4 separate regions of the Mus musculus genome follow, and regions 1, 2 and 4 are each linked to region 3. Evidence: chromatin contacts called from public HiChIP or PLAC-seq data. All regions are on one chromosome and are shown on one strand. The core of a region is the stretch at or near the end of the contact, and the rest is flanking DNA. Distances in the headings are between cores, read along the strand shown. Region 1 overlaps Tbc1d2 (TBC1 domain family, member 2). Region 2 overlaps Anp32b (acidic (leucine-rich) nuclear phosphoprotein 32 family, member B). Region 3 overlaps Coro2a (coronin, actin binding protein 2A). Region 4 holds the start of Nans (N-acetylneuraminic acid synthase (sialic acid synthase)).

Region 1 (2,892 bases), core at 126-2,625, 82 kb after region 3:
TCTGGTCCTGGCTGGTTTCTCTGGGATGGGTGCTCTCTACTTTTTACCACTGTCCAGGGAGCCGCCAGTCAGCTGAGCCATGGTCCCCGGAGGAAGCATCTCTGCATCAACTTTGCTTCAGAACAAACATTCAGGGAGATTACTCTCCCTGAATGGCAGGCTCCTGGGGTGGGGGTGGGGATTCTCAGAGGGTGCTTTTCTAGATTTGAGTCACTGTGGAGATGCACCTCTGAGTGTTTCTCTGTGGGTGTTTCCCTTGGAGCCTAAAGAAAGCGTTAGCTGAAGGGAGGAGATCCATCTTGAATGTGGGCAGTAGCATCCACGGGCAGCAAGGGTTCCAGACAGAATAACAGGGAGAATTAAGCTGAGGGCTACAGTGGATGCAGTGTGCTCAGCCCCTGCCTCCACGCTTTCCTGGAGGTGATGGACGACCTGTTCTCAGACTGGGGCCCGGAAGGAGCCCTGCTTCCTTGAGTTGCTTTAGTTGGGGATTTGGTCATAGTAGTGAAGAGAATGCCTAACTCGGCTCTGTTCTGGAAGGCTTGGTCAGCACAGGGGTGATGACCACCAAGGGGACAGCACCCAGCAAGCCGGTCATCCTCCTGGGCTGCCTCCTGTGATGGTTTGTGTATGCTTTGCCCAGGGAGTGGCAGGATTATAAGGTGTGGCCCTGTTGGAGTAGGTGTGTCACTGTGGGTGTGGGTTATAAATTACTCATCCTAGCTGCCTGGAAATCAGTGTTCTGCTAGCAGCCTTCAGATGAAGATGTAGAACTCTCAGCTCCTCCTGCACCATACCTGGCTGGATGCTGCCAAGCTCCCACCTTGATGATAATGAACTGAACCTCTGAACCTGTAAGCCAGCCCCAATTAAATGTTGTCCGTATAAGAGTTGCTTGGTCACGGTGTCTGTTCACAGCAGTAAAGTCTTAACTAAGACAGCCCCTTCTGCCATGGGGATGAGGAACAGATCCACAATGCACACTGCCTGGGCCCTCCTCTGGGCCACGTTCTGAGAGCGACACCATGATGTATTCCACCCACTTCATCTTCAGGACAGTCCAGGAAGTGGGTGCTATGACGTATCCCCATGGACAGGCTACTGGAACGCACAGCGGCTCGCTATACACTCGTGCCAACAAAGCCTCTGGCAGTGCTTGGCATGCCCCTCATTCTGTCCCCAAGGATCACCTGCGCTTGGGCAGCACAAACACAAGCTCAAGGCCTGACAGGGCCGGCGGCGGGCACCCAGGCAGCTCTCATTTCCCCACGTTGTCTGGGTTTCCTGGAAGTGCAGGCAACTCAATATTGCAATGTTGCCTTGCCTCACATCTGGGACTCTCACAAGTGCCTGGGCTATGCTGTGAAACTTCCTTTCTCAGTCTCCACGAGTCCTCTGTACCACGTCTGTGACTGTGGGTGTGGCCTCCCTCAGGCACAAACCTCAGGCACAAACCACCTGCACTGGCCTTCCTGGTCTCCTCTTCCCTTTAGCATGTTCCTAACACACCACATCTCCTGAAGGCTCAGTCCTGCACCCTGGGGTGCTCACCCATGCTCCATGTGTCCCAGGCTTCTCTTTCCAGCTCAGACCTCTCTCCTGGGCTCCGTGTGCCTCTGTCCAAATGGCTGTGGGTTAGCTCTTCCTCCTGCCAGCAGGCCTGAGAGGATACACCTCATCTTTTCTCTAAAGCCTGGTTCTCTCTTGGAAAGGACCATACTATCCTCTCAGACATACACATACATAAAATTACAAAATAAAAAAAAATTTAAAAAGCAGTCAGGTCTTGGCATGGTGGTTCATGTTTGTAATTCCAGCACTCAAAAAGCTGAGACTGGGGGATTGCTGCAAGTTCAAGGTCAACTGGGGCCACAAAATGATGGCCAGGCTAGCCTGGGTCCACAGAGTAATACTTCGTCTCAACACTCTCCACCACAAAGTAGTTGACATGACCGACCAGACAAAGTATATTTGTTAGAAGTAAATAGTTTGATATGAAATCATCGTTTGGTGTGACCTCAGTGTTCATGAACATATCGAGCTGTTATACACTTGCTAAGCAAGGCAAGTGGTAAGGCTATGGGTAGTTTTTAGTGATTTTTCTGTTTAGATTTTTGTTTAAGTGTGGCATGGGGCGGGGTGTGGTGTGGTGTGGTGTGTCGGGGTGTGGTGGGGTGGGGTATGTTGGGGTGTGGTGTGATGGGGTGTGTCGGGTGGGGTGGGGTGGTTGGTGCTTGTGCCCCAGGGGACAGCTCTAAGGAGCTGGTTATTAACTTCCATCTTTACGCACACTCCCGGAACTCAGGTCACCAGGTCTGAGCGGAGAGGGTTTTACTGGATGGGACTTGTTTTTCTATTTTGTTTCTTTTTTAATTTATTATTATTATTATTTTTTTTCCAGACAGGGTTTCTCTGTGTAGCCCTGGCTGTCCTGGGACTCACTTTGTAGACCAGGCTGGCCTCGAACTCAGAAATCCGCCTGTCTCTGCCTCCCAAGTGCTGGGATTAAAGGCGTGCGCCACCAGAAGCAAGATCCCCGCTATGTAAGTCAGGCTGGCCTGGAACTCATGACACTCCTGCCTCTGCCTGCTGAGCCCTGGGACATTTTAAATAACAATGTGACTAACTGGGAAGAAGCTCATGACCCACCCCTGACCCACCAGGGCCACACCAGATGGAGCTCACAGAAGGGGTGCCCCCTCCGCACTCACAGAACGGATGCGCCCACCGGCACTTACTGTATTTCAGTGCCCAGATGCTTTAGGGAGATGTTCTGAAGGGCTGAGGGCACGGCAGGGACAGGCTGTAAGGCAGCTGCCGCACCCACGAGTCCAGTGGGTGTTTTCACAGGGCACAGGAACTCCTCCAGCTCGGCCTCCTCTTGCTCTAGGG
Region 2 (3,024 bases), core at 476-2,975, 96 kb before region 3:
TACACAGATGTACAGATTGGGGGCCAGCTTCCCCTTTATTATTTGCATATGTCTGCATGCCTGCCACATGTACTAAGGTGCCTGCAGAGGCCAAAAGAGGGTGTTGGATCCCCTGGAGCTGAAATTACAAGCAATTGTAAGCTATAGGATCTGGACTCAGTGGAGTAGCGAGTGCTTTTAAACTCTGAGCCATCTCCCTAGGCGTATATTTTTTGTTTTCTTCAAGACTGTCTCATGAACTGAGGTTTATCTAGAACTTGTGTGCCGTCAAGGTTACTCTCAAACTTGCGCCTACCGCACACCTCTCTGTGTCCTGAGATTACTGCCGTGCCTTAGTGCCTCTTTCTGAGATGATCTGGAACCTGTGGTTCTACTGCCTCAGCTTCCTGAGAAACTGGCCTGTTCCACAAGCTCAGGCTTTGTTGAGAACTTTTCAGACTTGAAGGCAGCCAGCCAGTGGCACTTATTAAGACCTTTCTCTTGAGTGCAACTCTAAGGCTTGGCCTGATGTGGCAACTCCAACTGACTCATCTGGACATTTCTGGAAGTCAGGGACCTGTCTTTTCTTAGCCATACTACCCCTGCTTAAAATCAAAAGTCTTAGGGTTTTATTGCTGGGAGGAGACACCATGACCACAGCAACTCTCTTATGAAGGAAAGATTTAAAAGGGTCTGGCTTACAGTACAGACGTTTAGTCTATTATTGATATTCATGGCTAGAAACATGGTGGCATGCAGGCAGACTTGGTGCTGGAGAAGGAGCTGAGGGTTGATTTGTAGGCAGCAAGTATAGATTAAGACACTGGCCATGGGCGGGCTTGAGCATCTGAGCCCTCAACCACCTCTTCCCTCCCCCACCCCAATGACACCACAAAGCTACACCTACTCTAACAAGGCTTCTCCTAATTAATGGTCTACTCCCTTGGGCCAAGCATCCAAAGACGGGAGTTTATGGGAGGCATTCCTATTCATACTACCACAGTGAATTTTCCCTGAGCTTCTCCTTCATTTTGGAACATAGCCCACACCAGTGCTTGGGTAGGGTGCACCTTCATCAAGAAGTTCAGTGTCATTTCCAACTCATTTCATTTTAGTCATAAATTTAAAAAAATTAATGTATGATGGGCAAGGGTCATGCATGTGCCAGAGTGTACATATCAGGTCAGTTGTATAGTCAGATCTCTGCTGTATTTTTATACGAGGGGTCAAACTTACAGCACAGTAGTGCTTTCCCATGCTGTAACGATCTTACAGGTTCTTTGCCATGACAGAAAGGCTTGTTGAAGTCCTGTTTTACCTCACAAGTGAGGCATCACATGCGTGGCTGTGTCCCAGGTCATCTTATTTTCAAAGGTTTACTTTGTGGTTGAGGCTGACCTGGAACTGACTCTCCACTCAGCTCACAGGCCTTCAGCTTTCAGCCCTCCGCCTCAGACTCCTGAGTGCTGGGATTACAGGTGTCTTGTCACCATGCCCATCTTGTTCTTGGTGTTTAAAATGAAGTTCTTAGCTGGGCAGTGTGGTGGCTTCAGTTCCAGTAGTTGGGAGACAGGCAGACAGGTCTCTTGAGTTCCAGGACAGCCAGGCCTACACAGAGAAGCCCTGTCTTGGGGGGAGTATTTTTAGCTTTGGGCACCTTGCCTGTCTTTCTTAATTGCCCTGAGTTCCATCCATGATGCTTTTTCTAGGAATACCAGGTTCCTGCCACTTCCTCTTCCTTGGTGACTCACAAACACCATTGAAACTTGGGTCTATGTCTCTAGCTCTGTGTGTGTGTGTCTCCCTCCTGTGGTATTCATTGTTTCACCTCAAAATGCTGTTCTTTATTTTGAGTGTCCCGTGTTGCTTGCCATAATAGGGTTTTTTGTATTGCAGCAATATTCATTTTTTTGTTTTTGTTTTTTCGAGACAGTGTCTCTCTGTGTAGCCCTGGCTGTCCTGGAACTCACTTTGTAGACCAGGAAGACCTCGAACTCAGAAATCCTCCTGCCTCTGCCTCCCAAGTGCTGGGATTAAAGGCATGTGCCACCATGCCCGGCAATATTGACTTTAAATGTAGTAAATGCCTGAATCTGCCCAGCGATGGAGCTGCCATAGTATTTTGTCCCCCTTCCATCTCCAATGGAAGTTTCTTATTACCCCTCAGTAGATACACTGGAATCTTAGCAATTTCAAGTATCAAGGAAAAAATTTTTATCCCAATCTGAGAGGCAGTGTGCCATACTTTTTAATTCCTCCCCACTTACTTTGGACATATTAGTGTCATATCTTATATTTTAATTTTATTGTTACACAAAAAATGAAAATCACCTTAGCTGGGCATGGTTGTGTGTGTCTGCAGTACCAGCACACAGAAGGCAGAGGCAGTTGGAGCTCTTGAGTCAAGAGAAGGCAGACATCTACATCTCAGAATCCTAGGTCAGCCTTAGGAAGACTTTCTTTAAAACAAAACAAAATAGAAGAGATCTGAAACTGGAGAGTACAGGTGTAAAAATCCTTAGCAGGATTTATTTGTGACTTTTTCTTTTGAAAATAGCAAGGAAAAGCCAGGCATGATGGTAGATGCCTTTAATTCCAGGACTTAAGAGGCAGAGAAAGGCAGGGGGGTGTCTGTGAGTTCAGGGGCAGCCTGGTCCACATAGTCCCAGGAAACCCAGGGCTTTGTATAGAGACCCTGTCTCAAAACAAGACAAACAAAAATGGCAGAAGACTATTGGAACTCTGAGTGATGGTAGTGAGATCAGTCACCCTGCTTTTCAAGCAGCAGGCTCATTGCCCAAGTGCCTTGGTGCCTTACATGGCCGAAGTAAAGTGTTCATCTCCCCGTGGCCATGCCCTTCCTGGGCTTAAAGCAGGAAAGAAAGCCCCTTGAAAGCACAGCTATAGAAGGAAAGAGATAGGTTCACGTATGCTCTGAGAACTAGGGTGCCTCTCTGCTCTTGGTGCGATATGGAGAATATGCCTCCCTGTGCGTGCGTGTACATGAACAGTGATCTTTGAGTCTTGATACTATGCTGAGACTAC
Region 3 (2,758 bases), core at 192-2,691:
TGTGCATCACAACTGGCTTTCAGGGTGAGGGTTTGAAAATTAAAATCCAACCACGCCATGTAGCTATATTCACTCTGCAAGCCCCTTCTTCAGGCTTGAACTGTAGCAATCTCTTCCTTGTAGGAACGCAAAGGGCTGAGACAGGAAGCGAGGAGCACAACAGGGAGAGCTGAGGTAAAGGCTCAGCAATAGTGACTATGCCCATGCCAGAAACTCTCTATCTCAAGGCTGAGAAAGGAGGAGGAGCGGGAGGAGGAGGAGGATAAGGAAGAAGAGGAAGAGGAGAAGCAGCAGCAGCACTAACAGCTGTAGTTGTGTGCAGACAATGGAAGCACAGCCTTCTTTTAATCATTTTCTTTCCTTTTCTTTTTCTTTCCTTTTCTTTTCTTTTTTTTTTTTTTTTTTTGAGATAGGATCTCTTATAGCCCAGGCTGGCCTTCAACTCATTATATAGCCAAGACTAGTTTTGTAATTTTTTAAAAGATGTAATATATATACATGAGAGTTCTATCTGTATGTACATCTGCATGCCAGAAGAAGGCATCAGATTCCATTACAGATGATTGTGAGCCACCATGTGGTTGCTGGGGATTGAACTCAGGACCTCTGGAAGAGCACCCGATGCTCTTAACCACTGAGCCATCTCTCCAACCCCTAGTTTTGTACTTTTAATCCTCGACTTTGCTTACTATGTGCTGGGGTTATAGGCGTGACCACACTATTGTTATTATTTTTTGAAAGCAATTTTCCATTTTTTTTGGGGGGGGGGAGCACAAAACAGAAAAGGCATTTATTTCTGTAATCCCAGTACTCGGGAGGCAGAGGCAGAAGGGCTGACCTTCCCTAGGCTGAACACAATCAGATCTACATATCAAGTTCCCCATCAGCCAGGACTATGAAGTGAGAACTCCCCTTAAACGATATGATCAGAACTACAAAATTTCTGAAAAGGTGGTCCTTCTAGGATTAGCGGAGAATTGGTTCTAGAGTTCAAAGCATGTTCAGGAGTGTAGGAATGGTGAGCACACAGGCCAGGCTTTCTAATGCTGTGCCTGTGGCAGGCATCACTAATGGATAACAATACTCTCAAGCAGGCTAGAGGAGGGATGCTCCCAAGGCCACTGGGACTCAGCGGAATAGAGCTGGGCCTCTGCCCAACAGATTGTAGTGAACCTCTGGTGGACTTCCTGTGCTCTGAGGAGTTCTCATCTTCTCTGAATTGCCCTGGCCCTGCTTCCTACATTCCTTCCCTTTTCTTGTACCATTTCCTGGGTCAAAGGGCATGGCAGTACAGAATCTTTTGCTGAAAGCCTGACTGCTCTGGGCCTTTATCTTTGTTCTCTGGCTCAGAGCCATGCCCTCATTTCTGCCCTGCAGGTTTCGCAGGAAATGCCAATTGTCAGGCAGGTCTTGGGCTAACCCTAGGCAAGCTGCCAAGAGGCCATTGACACCACACCCTCACCTCCTGTAGAGTCTGTTGCTTCAGGGCTAGGTTGACCATCAGAGCTAGGCTCCTCTGGGGCCCCCAGAGCAGAAGTCACATCAGCCCACTGTCTTCCCACTCAAGACCCAGGGCATTAGTGACATTAGTTGTCTGAAGCTATTGACTGGGCTGCTAAAAGCCTGTCCGGAGCGACATTTATAATTAGGAGGCCGCTTTTACCTTTTGGTCCATTAGATCAGCACTCAGCCAGGGAGGGGCTTCTGGTTTACTGGGACACAAAGCTTTAAGTCAAGGGTGACAGTGCTGCCTTTCTCAAACCCAAGCCAGGCTTGGCTGGTTACAGGCGCTGGCTGCCAAGCCTATATAGGACTACAAGCCAACAGGGGCTGCCCTGAGGCAGGCAGAGAGGGTAGGAAGTTAGGATCCCTACAAGGTACAATGAAGGGTGGGGGTGGGGCAGCTACAGATCTGGGTCTGGGGATGGGGAGAGCTGTATGGTGGGCCTGGGGAGCATTGCTCTCCCTACTATAAGAAAGGGAACTGCTTCAAGCTCCTCCCAATTGCAGAGTGGAGCCTGGGAGGCCTAGGTGGGAGGAGAACAGAGAAGTCACAAGGTATAGAGCAATTTAGCTGACTCCTGCTTCCTGGGGTCGAACCTCTGCTATCCCGAGTTCATTACTGTTCAAGCTGGGTCTCTGAGCTCGGCCCAGGGCCTTGGCTTCTTCCTCTACAGAATAGGGGAAGTGAAAAAATTCACTCACAGTGTGTGTGTGTGTGTGTGTGTGTGTGTGTGTGTGTGTGTGTGTAGCCATTTGCAGTAAGGGCTGAGAACGTGCCTGGGCATAAGGCTCTCCACACCAGCCTGCATCGATCCATCTGAAGCCATCGCAACTATCCATCTACAGCTTTGTAGGGTGCTGGGGAGGGAACCTGGGTGTCATACATGCTAAGCTGCCTTTACTACCACTGGGCTACACCCAAAACACACCCAACTTTAATTGTTGCTTGGTATGTTCCAAGGCCCAGGGATATACTTAGTGTGAGAACAAACTGTTCTAATGGTGGGGGTAAAGTCAAATACACACACAGACACATACACAGATAGACAGACAGACATACACACACACTTACCTACCAATATACACATGTACACATGTGCATACACACACACAAGCACATACATGCATATATGCAAATGTGTTCATACACACATGCATATACTCATGCATACATGCAAATATGTTCATACACACATGCATGTACTCATGCATACATGCACACAGAAGACACACAGGCAGGCATATGCATACACAC
Region 4 (2,805 bases), core at 15-2,514, 65 kb before region 3:
AGGATGACTTTGGCCAAATTAGTGAAACTCCCTGAGGCTAATGCCTCTCATATAGTAGAAACAGCTATGGCTGTCTAAAATGTACTGCACTGTGGACTGGAGGCATGCATGGTTCAGCGATAAGGCTCATTGGCTGCTCTTCCAGAGGACCTGGGCTCAGTTCTCAGCATCCACTTGGTGGCTCACAATCGTCTGTACTCCAATTCCAGGGACTATGATTCCCTCTTCTCAGTTCTTCAGGTACCAGGCACACATGTGGTGCACAAAACAAACCATATACATAAAAACAAATTAAACAAATTAAATACCATACCAATTTTTGCAATCAAAGATTTCTTTTTTTGTTGTTTTTGCTTTTGTTTTTTTCGAGACAGGGTTTCTCTGTATAGCCCTGGCTGTCCTGGAACTCACTTTGTAGACCAGGCTGGCCTCGAACTCAGAAATCTGCCTGCCTCTGCCTCTCGAGTGCTGGGATTAAAGGCGTGTGCCACTATGCCCGGCTTCAAAGATTTCTATATACTGTCTTACAATTCTATATGATACTTCTGTTTCAGGGAAGAATGTAAACAATGCTTGAGAAGACCAGAGAGTCATAACTGTCTTAATGTTAGCCACAAATACCATTTTAGTGCTTCTCAAGTTGCATCTCACAAGGTTACTAAGATTCCCCACCACCACCCATTTCCTTCACTCTCTTGGAAAGTGAGGTGGCTCCAGAGATGCCTTGGATGGGGTATAACCTGATATGGCAAAACCAGGAGCCACTAGGGTTTCCTGAGGCATTTGGTGTCTGCCCTTTCCCTCTAACGTGATTTTTCATGAGATTTCTAGAAAACTGCAGACTACAGTTAGTTGTTAGCGGCTGCGTGGAAATTCCTGTTAGTCTGTTGACAAAAGACATCACGCAGATTCTTGGGTGAGCGCTCCTCTCTGTCTTATGCTCGCAAGATTTCCTCGTCTTTCTGTTCTGTCTCAGAATCCGCAACCATGGGATTCGAACTCTAGAACACCTACTTTCCTGACTGCTTCATGGGCTGCACTCTCTCCTTGTTCTTCTATCTAGCCATAAAGTAGACCAAATTGTGTCTAGAGGCGTAGGCAGCGCTGGAGGGGCGGGGCTTGCTTTTCTCCCCGCTCTCTGCAGAGGTAAGGCTCCGATTGGCTGTCGAGCGAGACGGGGCCCGCGGATTGGCTGCGCGACAGCCGCCGGCTGACGTGGCGGGGCTGAGACCTGCGGGCCTGCGCGGCGGGTGCGGAAACGCCCGGGGCAGCAAGCAGGCGCGGGTAATGCACCATGCCGCTGGAACTGGAGCTGTGTCCCGGGCGCTGGGTGGGTGGAAAGCACCCGTGCTTCATCATCGCGGAGATCGGCCAGAACCACCAAGGAGACATAGATGTGGCCAAGCGCATGATCCGCACTGCCAAGGTGAGGGGCGGGGCCCGTGGAGGAGTAAGTAGCGGAGGAGCCCAGGAAGGTTGACGGAGGAGTTTGCAGGGAACCCGGGCGGGGGGCAGGCTAACGGAGGGGCCCGGGAGAATTCACGGAGGGGCTTGGGAGAGCGCGGCCGCGATTGCCTTCTGGTCCTGTGCTCCGCGTCTCTCTTGCCTCGGCTCCCCAACTCCGTCTAACAGCTGCTCTTGCTCGCCCTCCCAACCGATCTTCTTTCTGTTTAGATCAGCTCCTACCCTTGCCTGGCCTGCTCCGTGGCTTCCTACCTAACCAGAATCTTAGGGACCCAGCCCCTTCCTGCTTGTCATATGCCACCCCAGAGATCCTCCCGTGTGATATTTGTCTACAGTCCTTGGAAGTTGGTGTGGTTTTTCTCAGTCCCAGTGTTTGGATTACTAACCGGTAAAAAGTGCAGATCGGGTTAGGGACTAAGCTGCCTGATTTGAAAACCCGGCTTCATGGAGCTGGGATGAGCATCCGTGAAGGGAAGGAGTGAAAAGCACAATAATTAGTCCAGGGCTCCTTGGGTGACCACTAACTACAGCTGCTGAGATGCTTGTGACTACACGCCCACCCACTTCTCTTAGTAAGTTTCCACACGTTCAGTCCGAACGACAGGGATGGCTTCTCCAGCTACAGCCCGCAGCCCTAGGTCTCACGGTGTTTTGCTTCTAGTCCTTTTAAAACAGGGACTTACTCTAACCTGGGCTAGACTGGGAGTCATCATGTATCCCAGGCTATCCCTCAGATATTTTGCTTCAGGCTTCCAAGTACTGGGATTACAGGTGCTAGCCTTCACTCAGGACTTGTCATACTTTCTTTTAATCCTTTCTTTGTTTTGAATGAATCTTTGAAGAGAAACCGTCCTGTTCGTCATTGTGACCCTAACCCTCAGCTTTCATAAAGTCTACCCTGTGATTTCTTTTTTCTTTTTTCTTTTTTTGGTTTGTTATCTTTTTAATTGATTGTTATTATTGTTTTTGGAGACAAGAGTCTCACTCTGTAATGTAGATTGGCTTGGAATTTACTCTGTAGACTAGGCTAGGCTCTCAAGCTTGGACCCGTTTTCCTGTCATAGTCTCCCAAGTGTCGAGAGTGTAGGCATGGGTCATTACATTCAGCAGTTCCTGGGGCTGGAAAGATGGCTCAGTGGTTAAGAGCATTGGCTTCTTTTCCAAAGGACCTGAGTTCAGTTCCCAGCACCCACATGGCTGCTCACAGCTATTTCTAACCCCATCGAGTGTCAAGATAGCACTCCACTCTCTACATGGACTCTCTCAAATTCAGTTTTATCTTACCTTTCCTTAGAACTAATTAATTGGTCTTGTGATCACAGTACTGTTGAAGCACAAAAG

The links. HiChIP or PLAC-seq counts read pairs in DNA pulled down with a chosen protein or histone mark.
Region 1: an H3K4me3 HiChIP or PLAC-seq map of bone marrow-derived macrophages shows a contact between it and region 3, with 2.7 times the contacts expected there. The contact joins two enhancer-like sites. A contact is called at or near these places in 1 of 39 promoter capture datasets (macrophages), 1 of 15 datasets of contacts at CTCF or cohesin (large pre-B cells), 2 of 484 Hi-C or Micro-C datasets (CD8 T cells and bone marrow-derived macrophages), 6 of 115 datasets of contacts at active chromatin or transcription factors (the HPC-7 cell line, bone marrow-derived macrophages, embryonic stem cells and 2 more) and 5 of 9 other capture datasets (adipose tissue, bone marrow-derived macrophages, liver and 2 more).
Region 2: a contact with region 3 is called in an HNF4G HiChIP or PLAC-seq map of pancreatic cancer cells. The contact joins two enhancer-like sites. A contact is called at or near these places in 1 of 115 datasets of contacts at active chromatin or transcription factors (pancreatic cancer cells) and 1 of 9 other capture datasets (liver).
Region 4: an H3K4me3 HiChIP or PLAC-seq map of bone marrow-derived macrophages shows a contact between it and region 3, with 2.5 times the contacts expected there. The contact joins the promoter of Nans here to the enhancer-like site in region 3. A contact is called at or near these places in 5 of 39 promoter capture datasets (the C10 cell line, the HPC-7 cell line, liver and 1 more), 1 of 15 datasets of contacts at CTCF or cohesin (liver), 3 of 484 Hi-C or Micro-C datasets (liver and rod photoreceptor), 5 of 115 datasets of contacts at active chromatin or transcription factors (bone marrow-derived macrophages, embryonic stem cells, microglia and 1 more) and 3 of 9 other capture datasets (adipose tissue, liver and pancreatic islet).

What each region holds. Positions count from the first base shown.
Region 1 is chr4:46,634,851-46,637,742 of GRCm38.p6, forward strand. Tbc1d2 (TBC1 domain family, member 2) reads right to left here. Exons shown (of 13, transcript NM_198664.3): 3 at 2,739-2,886. Among named protein-coding and RNA genes, the nearest start is that of Tbc1d2, 14 kb to the right of the region's middle. Within about 2 kb of position 1,376, at least 68 of the 459 cell types and tissues checked have an H3K27ac peak or open chromatin away from gene starts, as enhancers often do. A contact at or near this core is called in CD8 T cells, bone marrow-derived macrophages, macrophages and 1 more, where this site is marked.
Region 2 is chr4:46,456,901-46,459,924 of GRCm38.p6, forward strand. The region is part of intron 1 of Anp32b (acidic (leucine-rich) nuclear phosphoprotein 32 family, member B); the gene reads left to right. Among named protein-coding and RNA genes, the nearest start is that of Anp32b, 7.5 kb to the left of the region's middle. Within about 2 kb of position 1,726, at least 44 of the 459 cell types and tissues checked have an H3K27ac peak or open chromatin away from gene starts, as enhancers often do. A contact at or near this core is called in pancreatic cancer cells, where this site is marked.
Region 3 is chr4:46,552,725-46,555,482 of GRCm38.p6, forward strand. The region is part of intron 2 of Coro2a (coronin, actin binding protein 2A); the gene reads right to left. Among named protein-coding and RNA genes, the nearest start is that of Trim14, 18 kb to the left of the region's middle. Within about 2 kb of position 1,442, at least 139 of the 459 cell types and tissues checked have an H3K27ac peak or open chromatin away from gene starts, as enhancers often do. A contact at or near this core is called in CD8 T cells, the HPC-7 cell line, adipose tissue and 5 more, where this site is marked.
Region 4 is chr4:46,488,065-46,490,869 of GRCm38.p6, forward strand. Nans (N-acetylneuraminic acid synthase (sialic acid synthase)) reads left to right here and starts at 1,265. Exons shown (of 6, transcript NM_053179.3): 1 at 1,265-1,426. The coding sequence starts at 1,295.